Linked DNA regions of Muntiacus reevesi: region 2 is linked to region 1. Evidence: chromatin contacts called from public Hi-C data. All regions are on one chromosome and are shown on one strand. Each heading gives the region's core, a stretch centred on a gene start, on an enhancer-like site or on the middle of the called end of the contact. The rest is flanking DNA. Distances are from core to core; before and after follow the strand shown. Region 1 holds the start of ACSM3 (acyl-CoA synthetase medium chain family member 3). Region 2 holds the start of LYRM1 (LYR motif containing 1).

Evidence for each region. A called contact is a pair of places that touch in the nucleus more often than the background predicts.
Region 2: a contact with region 1 is called in a Hi-C map of muscle, with 6 times the contacts expected there. The contact joins the promoter of LYRM1 here to the promoter of ACSM3 in region 1. A contact is called at or near these places in 2 of 3 Hi-C or Micro-C datasets (blood and muscle).

Annotation. Positions count from the first base shown.
Region 1 is chr2:197,049,309-197,054,904 of mMunRee1.1, reverse strand. It overlaps ACSM3 (acyl-CoA synthetase medium chain family member 3), which reads right to left and starts at 1,488. Exons shown (of 14, transcript XM_065924457.1): 1 at 1,317-1,488. THUMPD1 (THUMP domain containing 1) reads left to right here and starts at 1,537. Exons shown (of 4, transcript XM_065924461.1): 1 at 1,537-1,843; 2 at 3,105-3,282; 3 at 4,244-4,492; 4 at 4,646-5,596. The coding sequence starts at 1,613. The coding sequence ends at 5,064.
Region 2 is chr2:197,279,647-197,285,455 of mMunRee1.1, reverse strand. LYRM1 (LYR motif containing 1) reads right to left here and starts at 1,814. Exons shown (of 4, transcript XM_065924471.1): 1 at 1,689-1,814. DCUN1D3 (defective in cullin neddylation 1 domain containing 3) reads left to right here and starts at 2,254. Exons shown (of 5, transcript XM_065924468.1): 1 at 2,254-2,412. It also overlaps the pseudogene LOC136157376.

The DNA of each region.
Region 1 (5,596 bases), core at 239-2,738:
TAAGGTTTCTTGAAATAATGGTGAACCTGGGGCTAAAAAAGATTGTTTACCAATAATAAAAGATTATTGATATATACGGAATTTAGATAGATGGTGGCGATAACCCTATATGCAAAACAGAAAAAGAGACACAGAAGTACAGAACAGACTTTTGAACTCTGGGGGAGAACGTGAGGGTGGGATGTTTTGAAAGAACAGCATGTATATTATCTATGGTGAAACGGACCACCAGCCCAGGTGGGATACATGAGTCAGGTGCTCGGGCCTGGTGCACTGGGAGGACCCTGAGGAGTCGGGTGGGGAGGGAGGTGGGAGGGGGGATCGGGATGGGGAATACGTGTAACTATATGGCTGATTCATGTCAATGTATGACAAAACCCACTGAAGTGTTGTAAAGTGATTGGCCTCCAACTAATAAAATAATATTAAAAAAAAAAAAAAAAAAAAAAAAAGATTATTGACTCTAGGTTCAGTCCACCTTTTGCAGATTAGCTCCTTTAGAGTTTGTGGCAACTCAAACTGGCAACAACTTTGTACCTGAGTAGTAACTGTGGGTGAGTGTGGGGAGCACTTACTCCTCCTGAACACATACCTCAAAACGGGTATCTTTTCAATGATTTTTCAAGATAAATATATTAACATGATAGTTGCTGAGCCTATGGATAAAATCACAGAGAAAGCAGTGTGAAACATGTATGCAACCCACCATTCCTGGTTGTAAGTCATACAGAAACATATTCTGGCAAATTCAGGCTAAAAAAGAATGTATTGGAAACTTTTGGAAAGCTGATAGAATTATAAGGAAGGCTGGAGGAACAGGTGCCAAAGATGCTTAGTGATAAGGTCTGCATGGGGCCTCATTGTGCTAACCTCGCCAAAAAAAGATAAAGTCTCAGTGACCCATGAAACTTATCACATTGCTCAAGCAACATCCTATTTTCACCGCTGGCACTTACTTTCCCAAGAGTATAAGATCACCCTACCGTGGGACACTTCTGGCTCTCTCAGGACTACGTGACTGCCAAACTCCACTTGCAGGCTAAAGATAAACTAACCACCCCACTTCAGGTGACCCAGTTTCCCTCTACTGGGTATAAGAAGGATTCACCAGAAGGGTGGGTTCTTTTCGAGAGCCAGTCACTCTTTCAGTTCGCTTTAATAAATCTCCTTTTCTTTGCCTAACTGCCCGGCTTGTTGCCTTCTTCTCCGCACTGGCTTTCCAGTTGGGGAATCCTGGAGGCTTGAACCGGCATTAACGTTCTGGAAACTGCCACTACCGGCACTGCTGAAAGGGCTGCCGATTTGCTGATACTTACTGGATGCAGTAAGCTGCTGCCACCTGTGGCCGGCCCCTACAGCAGGTAAAACAGCTTCTTCCCGAGGTGAGGCTAAGGAGAGTGACTGTCAGTCCCGGCGAGGGGGGGGCCTCACGCCACTGCGCCACAGCCTTCCGCCCTTTCGTACCGGCATTAGGACCCGGCGTAGCACGGAATGAGGCTCGGGGGAGGGACTAGGGGAGGTCTTCGCGCACAGCTGACGTAATCAGCCCGCGCCAGCAGCGGCCACTGCTGTGGAGAAACACATTTCTTGCTGGCCTCAACTCTAACCTAACATGGCGGCCCGCATACAGCAGTCTCCTCAGCCTGGCGGCGGGAAGCGTAAAGGCAAGGCTCAGTATGTGCAGGCCAAGCGGGCTCGGCGCTGGGATGGCGGTGGGCCCCGCCAGCTGGAGCCCGGGCTACAGGGCATTCTTATCACTTGTAACATGAACGAGCGCAAGTGCGTGGAGGAGGCCTATAGCCTGCTCAACGAATACGGCGACGACATGTATGGACCAGAAAAGGTACCAGTCCCAGGGAGGGCAGGCCTTTGAGGGAGAAGGGAAGGATGACAAGCTAGTTGCGTGAATTTGGCCGCCAGAGTGGCGGTGAGGAGGCGTGGCCTCGCCTACGTATATTTCCCCCCGCCTGGTCCACCCCCCATCCCTACCTGGTCTTGTGCTTGAAATGCTCGCACCTGTTTGTTTTCCGCCCCCATCGTTAATCACGGTGGCTTCCAGGTATAGATTGCTTCCTTTGCTTCAGGCGTTGTTTCTGCAACTCTTTCAGAAACATCTGTTTTTTATCGTGGCTTTGGGAAGTATTGCTCACCAGGACACTGGTTCGTACTTAAGGTTTTTGCCACCATTTGGAACAGTATGGCTGTAATGTGCAGTGTTTGTCCTAAGCAGTAACATCTCTAAAATAGTGGTTTGGGTACTAGTGCTAGTTTCTTCTCAAATGCATATAAAAATGTATTTCAAGCAGTAAAAACATTTTATAACAATACCGTATGAAATCTAGTTGTTCAATTTTGGAAATAATTATATTATTGGTTTAGGATTCGGACCAATACACACATGCACACCCCAGGGAATTAAATGGAGGAGCATAGTACAAAGGTTATTTAATTTAAATTCAGGTAAGGTACTGTCATTTACTAGCTCAGAGAATGAGCATGTTATTTAATTCTGCTGAGCTACATAGAAAGAATGTTATGGGACTTTGGAAAGTTGGCTAAAAAAATTGCATATGTATGTAATAAAACATCCCTGTAAACAAAAAAAGCTCCATAAATGTGTAAGATTAGTGCCTGATTGGCAATCACATTCATCACTAGTGGAGCAGAGAACTGGGCAACAAGTGCATGTCCTGTCTATATGGATACCTTGAGCAAGTTCTTCAACTATTTTACTAGTACAGGTGTAAAGGATTTTTACCTTCATAACTGTTTGGTTTAATCTTAATGAAAGGAGAGTGTTATATTAGGCACAGAGATATCTATTGATAGGGTTAAAGTCCACCCTGAAATGATTCATCTGGTGAGCACATTTCCCTCTGTCCCAGACTGTCAAGATGCTTTAGAAAACATTTTCAAATGATACGTATGGTAGTCTGAGGAAACACCCTTCTTTCTCCACATTTTGGAGTAGGTGGTGTCTAAATAAAAAGCTTTATTGTTAATACTGCATCTTCTGCCCCTGGGGGTGGAGTTTACATAAATAGTTAATTAAGAGCTTTTAACATGAGCTGTTGTGGCATTTCTGCTCATTAATTTTATGCAAGCAGTTTGCAGATAAGGATCAACAACCCTCTGGAAGTGAGGGAGAAGATGATGATGTGGAAGCTGCCTTGAAGAAAGAAGTTGGTGACATTAAGGCATCCACAGAGAAGAGTCTAAGAAGATTCCAGTCAGTGGAGAGTGGAGCGAATAATGTAGTCTTCATCAGGACACTTGGGATAGGTGTGTCTGACTAATACACTCTAAGATTATTGATCCTATAATATCAGGACATCACCCTGTCTCAGAACACTGCCTACAAAATGGCTTCATGGGCATGGCTCAGTTAATCATTTGATTGCATCCTGTCTGTGTGAGCACTGTGTTGGCGCTAGGCATATGGAAGGGTGAAATGGTGTGGTGGACTAGCATGGGCTTAGGAGTAGAAACCTAGGTTTGCCACTTCCTTTGTATTTAACTTTAGGCAAAACAAGAGTACATCGTTCTGTCTAAAAGGAGCAGGTCCTATTGAGCTCTCCCAATTTGGAATGGCTCCAGACATTTGGGAATGTAGTCTCAGGAGAGCTAGATCTGATTTTTCAAAAGAAGTTGGAAACCTGGAAGTTTCTATGTTTTTAAATGTAGTTAACTAATTTAAAGATATTGAAAACACTGAACAGCCCCAAATAGAATTGTATGTAGTCAGGATGCTTCCTAAGGACTACATTATGATCTTGTGGCTCAGGGACGACTCTGAAATCTAGACTTCTGTACAAACTTAGCTAATGGATTGATTAAATCTTAAGTGACTTGAAGATTTTTGTTTTGTTTTTGTAAAACATGTTCTATTTAATGTTTGTTAGTTTGATTGTTGCTGCTGTTACAGGAAAACAACAGTATGACATTGTCATCAGATAAATCAGACATCACAAATAGGTTAACTCCAGAGTCTTCATGAACAATTGTTTTTGATAAAAGCGGAGTTAAAATATTAGATACAGTATTAATACAGAGTGCACCAAAGAAATATTAGTTGGAAGAAATGATTGGTTAAAGTTGCTTAAAATTCTTTATCATAAGTTTTTCTAATCTACCGTCAGGTTATGTCACTGCCAATGAAAATTTTTTAGACAGTTTGAAGAGTTTGAAATGTGTGAGGACTTTGAAACTTACTGTTTGTTTTGTGCTGATTTTTTTCTTTTAGAACCTGAGAAATTGGTGCATCATATTCTCCAAGATATATACAAAACCAAGAAGAAGAAGACTCGGGTTATTCTACGAATGTTGCCCATCTCAGGCACATGCAAGGCTTTTTTAGAAGATATGAAAAAATATGCAGAAACATTTTTGGAACCATGGTTTAAAGCCCCAAACAAAGGAACATTTCAGATTGTATACAAATCTCGGAATAACAGCCATATGAATAGAGAAGAAGTTATCAAAGAATTGGCAGGTATGTTTCTCTTAGTGATTTTGCAAAGGTGTGCCATGGTAAATATTTGCTTTTAAGATTTTTTTTTTTTTTAATATTTAGGGCTTATATTTTTGAGTGAGAGCAAGTGTTTTAAAATGTCATTAAATTATCTTATTTTCCTTTTTGTTACAGGAATAGTAGGCAGCCTCAATTCGGAAAATAAAGTGGATCTTACCAATCCACAGTACACAGTGGTAGTAGAAATCATTAAAGCTGTCTGTTGCCTGAGTGTTGTGAAAGATTACATGTTGTTCAGAAAATACAATCTCCAGGAGGTGGTGAAAAGTGCTAAGGACTTGTCACAGCTTAACCCAAAGCAGGCAGCACAAACAGGAAATGGGAAAGAAGCTAAATTGGAATCTGGTGACAAATCAAGTCGAAATGACCCAGCAGAAGGAAAAAATAACCAGCAAGTGGTACCAGAGAACAGTGAGGAGCTGGGTCCAACAGGATCAATATCTGAGACACATGTGGTGAATGAGGGGGTGGCTAAACATGAACTTGCAAGTCAAGTCACAGAAGGATCTGAATCAAATGAAAATGATCTCTGATAGGAAAAGAAATTGTTCGGTGTTGGAGGTGAATTTTTCAACTGCAGTTTTGTGAGATATTGCTGGAATTCCATATAAAATTGTGACTAAAAATACTGTTTTTGATACTGAGTTCTGCATAATCGTTTACTCACAGTAGTGGAGCAGCTGTGTTAATTGTTTTGTTAGAGGTCTTTCAACCCTATATGGCAGTATGCAGCAGGCCCACATGCATTTGGTTGGGTTAGAAGAGACTGGATAAATTGGTGAACACTACTGCACAGAGCAGAGGGTGGTAGGGGAATGATGTTGGCCTGTCCCTCATGATTACCTTCCCCACTCTCCCCTTCTGGACTACCAGCTGACTTACAGGAGTGAACAGGCTCTGAAATCAACAGTTAAGAGGGAAATTTCCATTCTAAGAAAGGAGTTTTTGTGTATTGCAACTCAGTTGTCCGCTGCCACTTTTTGTTGTAAACATTGGACAAACATGGGTTGCATAGGTTAGAAGTGAATTGTTTTGTGAATTTTTTTTTACTTTTTGGGATTTTTC
Region 2 (5,809 bases), core at 565-3,064, 230 kb before region 1:
GTCTCAATGATTATGAGGGTGGGTCCCATTATTCAAGAGTATTACAGGGCCTCCTTTTATCTTTGAGGCTTTATATGTACAGTCTCCTCTGCTGGCTTTTCCTTCTCTGGATCATCTCTAAATGTAAAGAGCCCCAAGGATTTTAGTGGCCTTCCTCTTCCCCACCCCACCAAGACTATGTTTTAATACATAAATATTTAACAGCACAATAGCTAAGCCAAATATGCCCAATTTCAAAACTTCACCTGCATTCTTAAATTTACTTTTTATTCCTTGATTAACAAAGAAAAATAGGGCTTCCCAGAGAACTTCCTCTCTATCTGCACTCTCTTCTTAGGTGATTTAGGAATAAACTGCTACATTTATTATCTCTCTTGAGCTTTCCCTTGATTTTCATATTTAACTTCTCAACGTCTATACCTGGACAGTTAACAAACTTATCAAAACTAGTATGTTTAAAAGAAGAGAGTGCCTTTCAAACTATTTTCTCTGAGGAGTCATCCTTGGTTCCATCCTTTCACATACACTTCACATCCAATTTGGCAACAAGTTCTGCAAGTTCTAGTTTCAGAATACATTCTGAATTTAATTCTTTCATTTCACTGTCACCTCTCCTTCCGCCTACTGCAACAGCTGCCAAACGGGTCTGACCACGTGTATCTTTCTCTATCCAGGAGCCAAGAATGATTTTCTAAAACAGTAAATGAGATCTGCCACTCCTTAAACCCTCCAGTAACCCAACAGTCAAGCTCTCACCTTGGGCTAAGCTATGCTTGATCAGGTCTTGCCACTTCTCCATCACAGACCACTCTGGCTCTTGTTCTTCCCTTTCTGATCCAAGCACCTGACCTTCTCGCCGTTTCCTTGCCGCTGGTTCTTTTCTCCACCTAGAAAACTTATTCCTTAACTTCCCTCTTTTCTGGGACTTATGCAAACCCGGCCTTCTTTGAACAGCCCTATCCGATTTAGAGTGGCCCTCCCCTCATCTTCCGGGCTTCCCTTGTGGCTCAGCTGGTAAGAATCTGCCTGCAATGCAGGAGACCTGAGTTGGATCCCTGGGTTGGGAAGAGCCCCTGGCGAAGGGAACGGCTACCCACTCCACGGGGTCGGAAAGGGTCAGACACGACTGAGCGACTTTCATTTCCCCCTCATCTTCTACCACTTCACCTGATATTACTTCCTTTGGGACATTTCTTGCTGGTATCTACCCTATTGCTTTACTTTTTAAGTTACTCCCGGACTCGAAAAAATCACGTAGCAACATCTTTTGTGGACCAAAGGATTTAAAAAGCTAGTTCTCATTATCTTAGAAAATCTCAGTATCGTGCAGGGTACTTGTTTGTGTCAACCTTCCTCGGCTAGACGCCTCGCCTCCGGATTTGCCCCTATTAATCTCCCATTCACCAATACATTGGGGGAATCCAAAGCATTCAGAGATGGGCCCCAAATCGGCATTTCAGCGTTCCCAAACCAGGCCTCCCCTTCCTGGCCCTCAAGCCGCTTCCCTCAGCAGGTTCCTGAGGCGAGCGGCGGTGACACGAAGCAGCCCTCGCGAGGCTGGGGTCACACAGGCTCGTCTCCTAGCAACGTCGTACCCCCCACCCCCACCCCATCCCTGCCCCTGAGGAGTCCACCCCTTCTCCCAGTTTCCCGCGCCAGGAGTCGGCGTCTCCATCCTCAACACTCACTCTGCGTCAGTCCAGCCTTCCCCCACCCACAGAAGCACCGCAGCCTCCGGCAGGCTGGGAAGAGGCGGCGCCGGGAGCGCAGCTGAGCGGCGGCGGACTGAGCTCTCTAGCAGGTCTGGTAGGCCAGACCGGACCAAACCACCGGACGGACCTCTGTGGGAGCATTAGTCCCAAGTCGAGGGTAGGCTCGACCCTTCGTTCAGCTTCAAACTCTAGATCACGCTCCGCCGTATACCCAACAAGAGAGCCAAGCTCATCCTTTTCTTATTTCCCTTTTCCCCCGTTCGTTCTCCTCTCGCCACCCCATTCCAGCGACAAAAATGGTCCACTCCATCTCTTCCTAGCCCTCCCTCGGCGTTGCGTTGCTAAGTCTTTGCCCTTACTTGGCGACAGCTTCGTACGCCTTTGCGTACGTCTTGACGCTAACTGCCACTCGTTCCCTCCTCTCTCCTTTCCTATTCCGCCTGCCGGAGCGGGCGGCCTGCGGGATTACCGGAAGTGATGATGCAGGAGGCGATGGAGGGGGCGGGGCTTCGGGGCGGCCGCCGCTGGTGGGCGGCAGATGAAGGGGAGGCGGCGGCAGTGGTGGGAGAAGAGGCGGCGGCGGCGGCGGCGGAGGGGGTAGGGAACCTGGAAACGCGAGCGGGGATGGTAGGTGTTTTGGACCCGCCGGGCCGCCGTCGTTTCCAGAAAGGGTTTGACTGGAGGAACCTCTGGAGCAGCTGTGAGTTTGAGGGGGGGGTTGAGGAGAAGGGGAGGCTTTGGGAGATGAAGGGGCGGGGGTTGGGTACCTTCGAGAAAGGGAGGGGGGGTGGAAGGGGAGGCGTGGAAATCAGCTCCTTGTCTGGACTGGTCCCGCTGGAAGGAGAGGCTGTGAGGGGAGCCTGTGGCGTGTCAGCTGCAGGGCTCAGAAAACTTACCTACTGTCCCTGCCTCCTCACCGCCAGCACCCCTCAACCCAGGGCCTGGGGCTCTGGGGGCCGGAGCTGCCCTGGAGGGGGTACAGACTCTGGTCCTCTGCGCCTTGTAAGCGCCGTGAGGTAGGAGCCCAAACGAGAGGTGGTGGGTGAATCTCCAGCTCCCTCCGCCCTCATCTACCTCCCCACCCCCATCTTCCTCTTTAATCATTAACAGCCCTGGAATTAAGGGGCTCAGACCTGAAGTCTTTCCTATGCACCTTTGCTATATACGATAACCATCTGTGCCTGAGGTGATGGGGCTGGAAGCTTTGCCCGTATCCTGTATAGGAAGTGGGACAGAGTGACAAATGTATTGGGGTTTTTTTTTTTCCATTCCCCCCCTCCCCATCTTCTCCCGTGCATAGCCCTCCTTTCCACTTTAATTCTCCGTGACTAGGTGGTAACTCTGGTGTTTTTTTTTTTTTTTTCCTTTATTGCACTTGGTATCTTGGTTACCTCTTTTGAATTTGGTGTTCCGCCTCCATCCCAGGTCTTAACTGCAAGCTTTGTAATACTTCAGTTACAAGCTGTCTCTCTTTGGGAGTACCTCTCAATCCCCGGTCGCTCCCGATTAAAATGAGCGTTTTATCCTCTGAATACTGGAATTCCAAAGCCCTTGCAAGGATTCCTAAATGGCATCATAGCCCAGGAATCAAGGTCTCTTGCTCTAAATACTTTATGTGTGAGGAATTTAAATGTTGTCAACTCTTTCCAAAATGATTTGATGTTAGGCTAATTCTAGATTTCTTGTTTCTCTCCACCCACACTTCATGATGCACTTTGGAGAACAGAAAAGCCCGTGTTACTCTTTTGTTTCTACAATTGGACAATAGCTCTCTTATTTTTTCTTTTGTGTGTCTGGCACACAAGTCTTCAATGACACATTTGGCTTGTGCAGATTTCCATCTTATTTATTTAGCTTATTCTTTGTGTATAGGTGGTCTTACATGAGACAGCGTGATTTGCTTAGTTTTCTTTCAGGGAAGAATACAAACCAGTGACGGATGTGAAAAAATTATTTAGCAGAGAATGATTCGAAAAGAAGGTCTCTTCGTTGATGTTTTGTTGGTTTAAGGGGGAAAAAAATGTAGTGCTTCTTTAGCCTGTAGTAGGGATTTCAGAGTGAAGTGTAATGATTCCTACTTTGGTGTTGATATTTTCTTTGGAAATCCTCTTGAATCTGGAACTGTTTTCTAAAGAACTTTAAGAGATAGTTCCCAAATTTTAGGGATCCTTTGATGATTAGAAAGTGTCTGTAAATCCTCTTCCTCTGTAACTGAGTTTATGTGCATATTGCTAGAATTATCGTAATGGGTTCCATCCTACTCATAAGGGCTTTCAGGCCTGATAAAACAATATTTAATGCTTTCATTGTACAAGTAATAGCATGTTTGGATGTTTCACAGAAATGCAACAAAAGGAAAAATGACTACTGTTCTCACCTTAACTGATTTGGAATCATTGAATAAAAAGTCCAAAATTCATTCATTCAACAAACATTTATTGACAGGCTACTAGTTGCTAGCCAGTATTTTAGGCAGTGGGCATACAAAGAGGAACATAGCAGTAAGGTCCATGCTCTCATGGAGCATTCGTTGGAGTGGGGTGGGGACAGATAAATAAGCAAATTGGGTTTTGATAAGAGCTGAAGAAAATCAGCTCTTATCTGTGATTGTGATTGAGAGTGTTGTGATAGGAAGTGTCTGACTGGGATACAGTCTAAAGCTTTCTGAGAAGGCAACACTGACGTTGAACTTTAAATAAAAAGGAGCCAGCCTTGCAATAATACGGGAGGAACCTTCCAGGTTTAGGGACTAGTTAGTGCAAAAACTGGCTGGAGTGTGGCAAGTTCCAAGGAGTGGGAAGAAAGGGATGGTAAAGAGGAGGTAGGGGAGGATTAGGGGTAGGAGAGGCTGTAATGGCCAGAGCCTAGTGATCAAAGAGAAGAGTGAAGAGAGTCTAGGTCAGAGAGATGGAGGCTGGGCTCAGAATAGGTAGGCAAAATAAGAGCAAGAAGGATATAGAAAATGATGTTCCTTTTAATTCTGTTGCTTTCCTAGAGTCTTGCCACATACTATTTTAAGGATACTCTTAGAGTATTGTCTGGAGAAGGGAACAGCTACCCACTCAAGTATTCTGGCCTGGAGAATTCCATGGACTGTATAGTCGGACACGACTGAGTGACTTTCACTTTACTTAGAGTATTGTAGGGAAAAAAGGTCACCCTGCTGAGAGTGGGAGAGGAGGAGGCAGTGGTCATCTGGGTCTTTTCTGGCAGATGAATCTCAAGGCATGAGTTAAGAATTCAGTGGGATGTTCAATTGAGAGGTTGCCTTTTTCCTTACAGGATTTTGTCTTCTATGCTTTTTAAAATTGCATATTGGGTACCCCAAATGTGTTCTAGTATATGAATCCTCTTTTGCTTCTAGCTGTGAATTTAGGGCTGAAGATTGGGCAAATGATAATAATGTGCCATTGTTGGTCTACAAGATGACCATTACAATCTAAGTTTGAAGTTGTTTTTTGTAGGAAGGCAGATTTTATGTTGCACTATTTCCACTTTTGTCTGGTCTGCCTGATGACTAATAACATTCAGCTGAGGTGTGTACGTAGGTTGGTGCTAAAAGTTCACTCTGGATTACATTAGATAAATGACCATTGTGGGCATAATCCCACTCTGTTGGCATCTTTGGGCTGACATGTAGCCAAGTGATGTAACCTACTTTTGCCTTCTGTTGGGGCCGTTCATCTCTAGTAGCCAGTTGCTTCTCAGCCTCACCTTGACCAGATTGTCCACTTGAGAGGCCCAATCAGAACTCCTCCTTGATTTGGCCCTGTAGAGTCAAATGTTTCAGTGGGCTGAAACAGTTAGAATATGCTGTTTTCTTCTTTTGAACACCACAACAGTGACTAGTGTGTTCTTTGAGAGAATTGGCTCTTTGAGCTAGGCAGTTGAGAGACTTAAATGTTGCTTGGGCTGTTTGTAGTAAAGTTAGTATCAGAAATTGTAAGTAAAACTTTTTAGTGTTTGTGAAAAATGAATCAGAAATTTTGAAGTTGTCACCTGTTTTAAGTTCTAGCATGGGTAGATGGATTATCAAAAGTAACTTGAATAGTCCTGGGCAGTCCTGGGGTAATGAAGGGGTTGGAGTTGAGCTTGAA